Linked DNA regions of Sus scrofa: region 2 is linked to region 1. A link is a contact called in public promoter capture Hi-C data. All regions are on one chromosome and are shown on one strand. The core of a region is the stretch at or near the end of the contact, and the rest is flanking DNA. Distances in the headings are between cores, read along the strand shown. Region 1 holds the start of RAB22A (RAB22A, member RAS oncogene family). Region 2 holds the start of PRELID3B (PRELI domain containing 3B).

The links. Promoter capture Hi-C pulls out the DNA fragments that hold promoters and counts their contacts.
Region 2: a promoter capture Hi-C map of fetal liver shows a contact between it and region 1, with 2.2 times the contacts expected there. The contact joins the promoter of PRELID3B here to the promoter of RAB22A in region 1. A contact is called at or near these places in 2 of 5 promoter capture datasets (fetal liver and liver) and 1 of 2 datasets of contacts at active chromatin or transcription factors (skeletal muscle).

The regions. Positions count from the first base shown.
Region 1 is chr17:58,513,593-58,516,352 of Sscrofa11.1, reverse strand. It overlaps RAB22A (RAB22A, member RAS oncogene family), which reads right to left and starts at 1,368. Exons shown (of 7, transcript NM_001123174.1): 1 at 1,088-1,368; 2 at 53-132. The coding sequence starts at 1,123. It overlaps PPP4R1L, which reads left to right and starts at 1,531. Exons shown (of 13, transcript XR_002340199.1): 1 at 1,531-1,567; 2 at 1,706-1,751.
Region 2 is chr17:59,183,690-59,186,449 of Sscrofa11.1, reverse strand. PRELID3B (PRELI domain containing 3B) reads left to right here and starts at 1,372. Exons shown (of 6, transcript NM_001113697.1): 1 at 1,372-1,601. The coding sequence starts at 1,570.

The DNA of each region.
Region 1 (2,760 bases), core at 119-2,618:
AAGGACTTTCAATACACCTTTACATGTATATTCAATAAGCTCCATCTCTTACCCTATTGTTGGGTTGATGTTGGGATCAAAGCTGTCTTCCACAAACCGCCACACAATGCTGGATTTACCCACACCTGTATCCTGAAAGAGAATGAGACAGGTGAATCAGAAAAGGTTTACCTGCTTGAAGACACTGAAAACGATCTTGTGCCAAGAGCTGAGGACTTTAGAAAAATCATCCTGAATTTTAGAAGTTAAGGGACACCAAGGAAGTCTTTATAAACATTCAGTGGAGTACTTCGGAGATTTCAAAACGGATTGTAGGAGAGGGGTTTTGAGCTTTTAAGAGACACGAGAACCTTCTGAAAGACCCAAAGTCTCTGCTTAGTGTGAAAAGTGACAAACTCACTTGCTTTCTGACCTGTATAACTCACTCTGAACTCTTGAATTACTTCTGAGTAATCCCTGATATATCCCAGCCCCACCCAATCTGGGAAAGAGGAAAACCAATGGAAATCTTTATCAGTCTTTCAAGCAGCAACTCAGGAGAGCATCAACCTCAGATATGCTCCCAAACAGCAAAGGTGCCTTGACAAGACAGGAAACTTAAGCTGCAAACTAATTTTGGGGCCTCCTGATTTGAATGTCTCCCCCCGCTCCACGAAAAGTAACTCTTCCTGAAGTGTCAGGGGTATCCCACAAGTTCAAAAGACCAAGCTTTGTAAAACCTAAAGGCCTGTTATGGGTTTTACTTTGCAAGACTGGGCCAACTCCTAACTAGTACATGGGTAGGAAACTATTCAAGAGCTGCTCTTAACCTAGATGCAAGGGGAGGCAGGGAGGGCTCTTCATCCTCTGGGGGGCAGGACGACTCCTAGGGCTCCAGACAAGGCGGAAGGTCCCCCGGCCCAGCAAAACCTTCAGGAGGGAGCGGCCCGGTGGGCTGGACGGCCCGGGGGCTGGAGGGTGGGTCCCGGGGCAGGTAGGCGGCGTCCGGCGCGGAGGTTGGGGGAAGGGGCGGGGGGATGTGGGCACGCCCGGGTCCCCGGCCCGCCCGGCCTCCCGCGGCCCTCCTGGCCAGCCGGTCACCACTCACCCCCAGCAGACACACTTTGAGCTCCCTCAGCGCCATGGCCCGGGAGCAAGGGGCGCGGGCCCGCCGCCGCCCTAAGTTGAGGAGGGAGAGGCCCGGCCCAGCACGAGCATCCCCCGGCGCCGCCGCCGCACGGCCTAGCCCCGGCTGCGGGGCGCGTCTAGGCGGCGGCCGCCCGTTCGCCGGCCCTCGGCCCGGCCCGTCCGTCGCCAGCCGCGCGGGGCCCTCCTCAGCAGCCGGGACGGTGCGGCGGGCTCCCGGGCGCCTCCGCTGCCGCCATCTTGGGACGCCAGCCGGGTCACCTGACCTCCCCGCCCACCTCGGCAGCCACCTTCGCCGAGAGGGCGGGGCCGGCCGGCGCCGCGAGGCTGGCGGGGAGGCCCGGGCCCGGGGGCGGGGCCCGAGGCCAGATTCCCCGCCCCTCTCCCGCCGGCCCCGCCCCCTCCCGCCGGCCCCGCCCCCGGGCCCATCCCAAGATGGCGGGTGAGTGGGGCCGGGCTCTTGGGGCGCCCCCTCCCCTCTAGCCGTGATCGCCCCGCGAGGCCGGGGGAGCCCTATCCCGGCCCCGAGCCTGCCTGCCGCAGCCCCCTCGTAACTTCTTGTGTGTCTCTTGGTTTTCAGAAATTCCCCCGGTACTTTGTGGACTTGCCGGATGACTTAGACGATTGTAAGTAACAGTTGGGGCGTCCCCGCCCCTGCCCGGGAACCTCTCACAGAATTCGGGGTGCACTGAACTTGGGGGTGGGACCTACAAACTAGGCTCGGCGCGTTGGGAGCAGAAGAGCGGGACCCCAACTGTCTAGACCACTTGTGGCGGTCCCTCCTCTCTGCGCGGGGCGGCCGAAGATGCGGAGCCCCCTCCCCGCCACCGGGAGGATTTTTGTTGTTGGGACACTTCTGACTTCCTGTCACTTTCTTCCTCCTCCTCCTCCTCGTGCCCCTGCGGCGGCCCTGCGGGGACCGGCGTCCAGAGTCCCGGAGGTGCTGGGCGGGAGGAGGCGTGGCCGCCGTGGGCGTGGGGGAGCGACCCCCCGGGTCTCCGCTTTGCCCTCCCTGGGCACTTCCCCGAGGGCGGGCAGTTGGGAGGCCCGGCTCTCCGGTGGCCGCCGCGGAGTTCTCACGCGTCCTGGCCGCAAGCTCACCTCCGCCTCGTCCAGGGAGCCCCTTGTCGCCCGCCTTTCTCCAGGGGTCTCCTTCTCCTGTCACGTCGTACCCTGTCCTTTAACATCGCTTTAAGGGCAGATGGCTGGGGAAGGTTTTCCTGGACTTGCAAGTTCCTAATTGTGGTGAATGAAGCTTTGCTTTTCCATTCAACAAACATTTCTTGAGCACCTGCTGGTTCTGGGCTGGGCCAGCCCGGCACCCACAAAGATGAACCATTCACCAGGCTGACTCTCAGGGACTCAGGGTCCGGGGAGAGACTTGTAAACAGATAATTACCACGTGGGGGATGCCTGCTGGTGAAGGAGGTCGTACATCATCACGGTGGTCAATATTAATGGGGGGGGGGGCTACTGGGCTCTTCCTTTCCCCACCTGCACGTTTCAGAATAGTAAGAACTGGTGTTTACTGAAAACACCATAGGTCAGGCACAGTTTAAACCCTTTACACACATTGTCTCTCTTATTTTTATTTTATTTTACTTTATTTATCTTTTTGGTCTTTGTCTTTTTAGG
Region 2 (2,760 bases), core at 123-2,622, 670 kb before region 1:
CCAAGAATTCACTCTAACTACTGTAGGATTTGGGTTTTTTTCAGTCCTAGGTACCACAAATTGCACTTAGCAACTACCTAACCATATTATTTCCTTCCTGTCTAATGTAATTTTTGTTTCTTTTTATAAAGGGCTTCGGCTATTTAAAAAAATTATCCTCCCTCCTAAATTAACCTGGCTTTTATTTGTTTTTAACAATCAAAGGAGCTAAGAACAAGAATGAGGCAATGCTTCTAACTAGCTTCTAAGTAGCCAAATGTAAAAATCTTCCTCCATAGCCATCGTTCAAAACAGCAAATTGTTTTCTTAGGGGGTACCGACCGTTTGTGGATTGTGGTGGGGACCGGGGGAGGGAGGGCTTATCCTGAAAGCTAGGCCGGTTTGTCCACTGATCAAGGCTCATTTGTGGATGAAGCCACGTGCCGTTCCTTCCTGCCCCTCACACCTTAGTCATTCACTCATTTATGCAACAAACATTATGTAGGTGCAGGGGATGGTTGGACAGGTCTGGCAGGGGCCTCAGCCTCAGGAGCTTACAGTCTAGTGGAAGCCAGACAGATAAAGAAGGTGACTCCATTAGTTCGTTCACTCTGCAAATAATTATTATTGCCTTTTTCAACAAATAGCCATTGAGCCCTTCCTGAGCATCATCTTTGACCACGACAGGCAAGATCCTTGTCCTCAAGGGCTTACATTTGAGTGGAAGTTAAACAAGGTGATCTCAGGGAGTGAGAAGTGCTAAGAAAAATGCAACAGGATGTTGTGACGGAGGCACTAAAGGCTGGGGGCGCTGCCGAGGAAGGGGACACCGAGCTGAGACCCATCCCCTAAACCCAGCGCCAGGGAGCTTTCCATCTGCACTGCTGAGCAACTGCTGAGCACTCGTGCTTCCTAACCACACCTCTGCCGGGCGCTAACCGCCGAGGGGCAACATCTGTGGGAGGATGGGTGAAAGGAGCAGAGGGCTGACCGCCTGGATGGTGGTTTGACTGGTTAGCTGATGAACTGGTTGACTCTGGTCCCTCCACTGCCTGGGTTGAGACAGGAGGTAGGAGGAATTTTCTAATGGGGCCCCGTGGACATCTGCTCAAAGGAACACCGAACACCGCAGGGACTGTCAGAGTAAGCGGGGCCGATTGGACCCGTCCACAGACCTCGCAACACAAGGCAAGCACCGGCCGGCCGAGCGAGGAGGTAGAGGCCAGCCGGGCCGGGACCAACTCCGCCCAGAGTTCAGCGCTCCCGCCGACGCCCGCGAGGGGGCGGGCCGCGCCTGCGCAGCACGGCGCCCGCGCTGGCGGCCCCGGACCCTGCCCTCGGAACTGCGCCGGCGCGGTGCGCCTGGCGCTAAGGGGCGGGGTTCCGTTGCGCCGCGCGCAAGGCTGGGGCAAAACCCGGGCCGGGATAGGGCGTGGGGCCGCGCGTCGGGACGTCCCTCGCGTCGGGCCCGAGGGCGCGTGCGCACTGGGCGGCCGGCGGGGCGGCTGAGGGGCGGGGCGGGGGCAAGAGTGGCCTCCTTGCCTCTTTGTGCCCTATCGCCGCCCGGACACCGCGCAGGCCGCCGGCACCATGAAGATCTGGACTTCCGAGCACGTCTTCGAGTAAGTTTGGGGCGGGAGTGGGTCGGCGAGGGCCACGGGGCCACTGCGGGGGGCAGGGCGGGGCGGGCCTGGAGCCGCAGCGGGGCCGGGGCGCCCCTCAGGAAGCTTCCCGGCGTCGGGCCCTCGGGGGGAGCTGGGCCCGAGCCTCGGAACCCTGGGGGGCGCGGGCTCAAGGTCACGTCTCCGGCGACGCCCGGGGCACGGCCCGCAGAGGAGACGGCCTGGGACAGGCTCCACTCCGGTGACGGGGGCGTCGCCGGGCACGAGGTCCTTACCTGCGCTCGGGGTGGGCGAGCCCCCTCGTCGTCGCCCCAGGCCTTCTTGCACAGCCCCGTGGGACGCGACCCCGAGGATCCCCGAGGAAGGCGTGGAGTGTCGAGGTCTGGCCGCCAGGTTTGGGTGGAGTTGCTCACCCGGAAAGTGGATCTAGGGTGAGCCCGGGCGACCAGGAAGCAGAACTTTTCCGGCAGCTCCTTGACCTGAGGATTGGAATTTGTGGCCTTGGAATTTGAGTCCAGGGTCCAGATTGGGCTCCAACAAGCTGTGTGACCTTGGGTTACCCGGTTTCGTCCGAGACGTGGAAGGTGGTGGTGTCCTCAGGGCCTGCCAGCGCTGAGATGCCTGCGAAGCCACGTTCGTTATCATCTTTTGGTTTCGGAGAAATACTTAGGAATGAAAGTAGGCCCTAAATCGGTCGAATGTTGGGAATTAAATTCCCTTCCAGGTCTCTGATGCTCCCTGCAGCAGAACCACACATTTAGATGGCTGGATCCTTTTCTGCCTAAGCACATGGTTGGTAATCTCACTACTTTTTATTGCCTAGTCTTTTTTCTTCTTGATTTGAAATGCCGCCTTTGTCCTAAACACTGTTGTGATTTATGTTTTAATTCATTTCTGAGCTAACTGCTCTATTCCACTGATGTTGCTATTGTTGCCACACTGTTCTAATTTTTATAGCTTGGTAGTTTGTTTTAGCTTAACCATTTGATTTTGTTTTAAACAGTGTTTCCAAGGACAGTTTTTCAACGAAGCTGTAGACTTTTTACATACTCAGTGACTCAGGCACAGGCCAGAGGTCACTGGGTCCTGGAAAGTATAGAATGTTGGAATCAGAGGGAAGAGTCCTTTTCTCCCTCATGTTTACAGGCTTTCTAGCGGG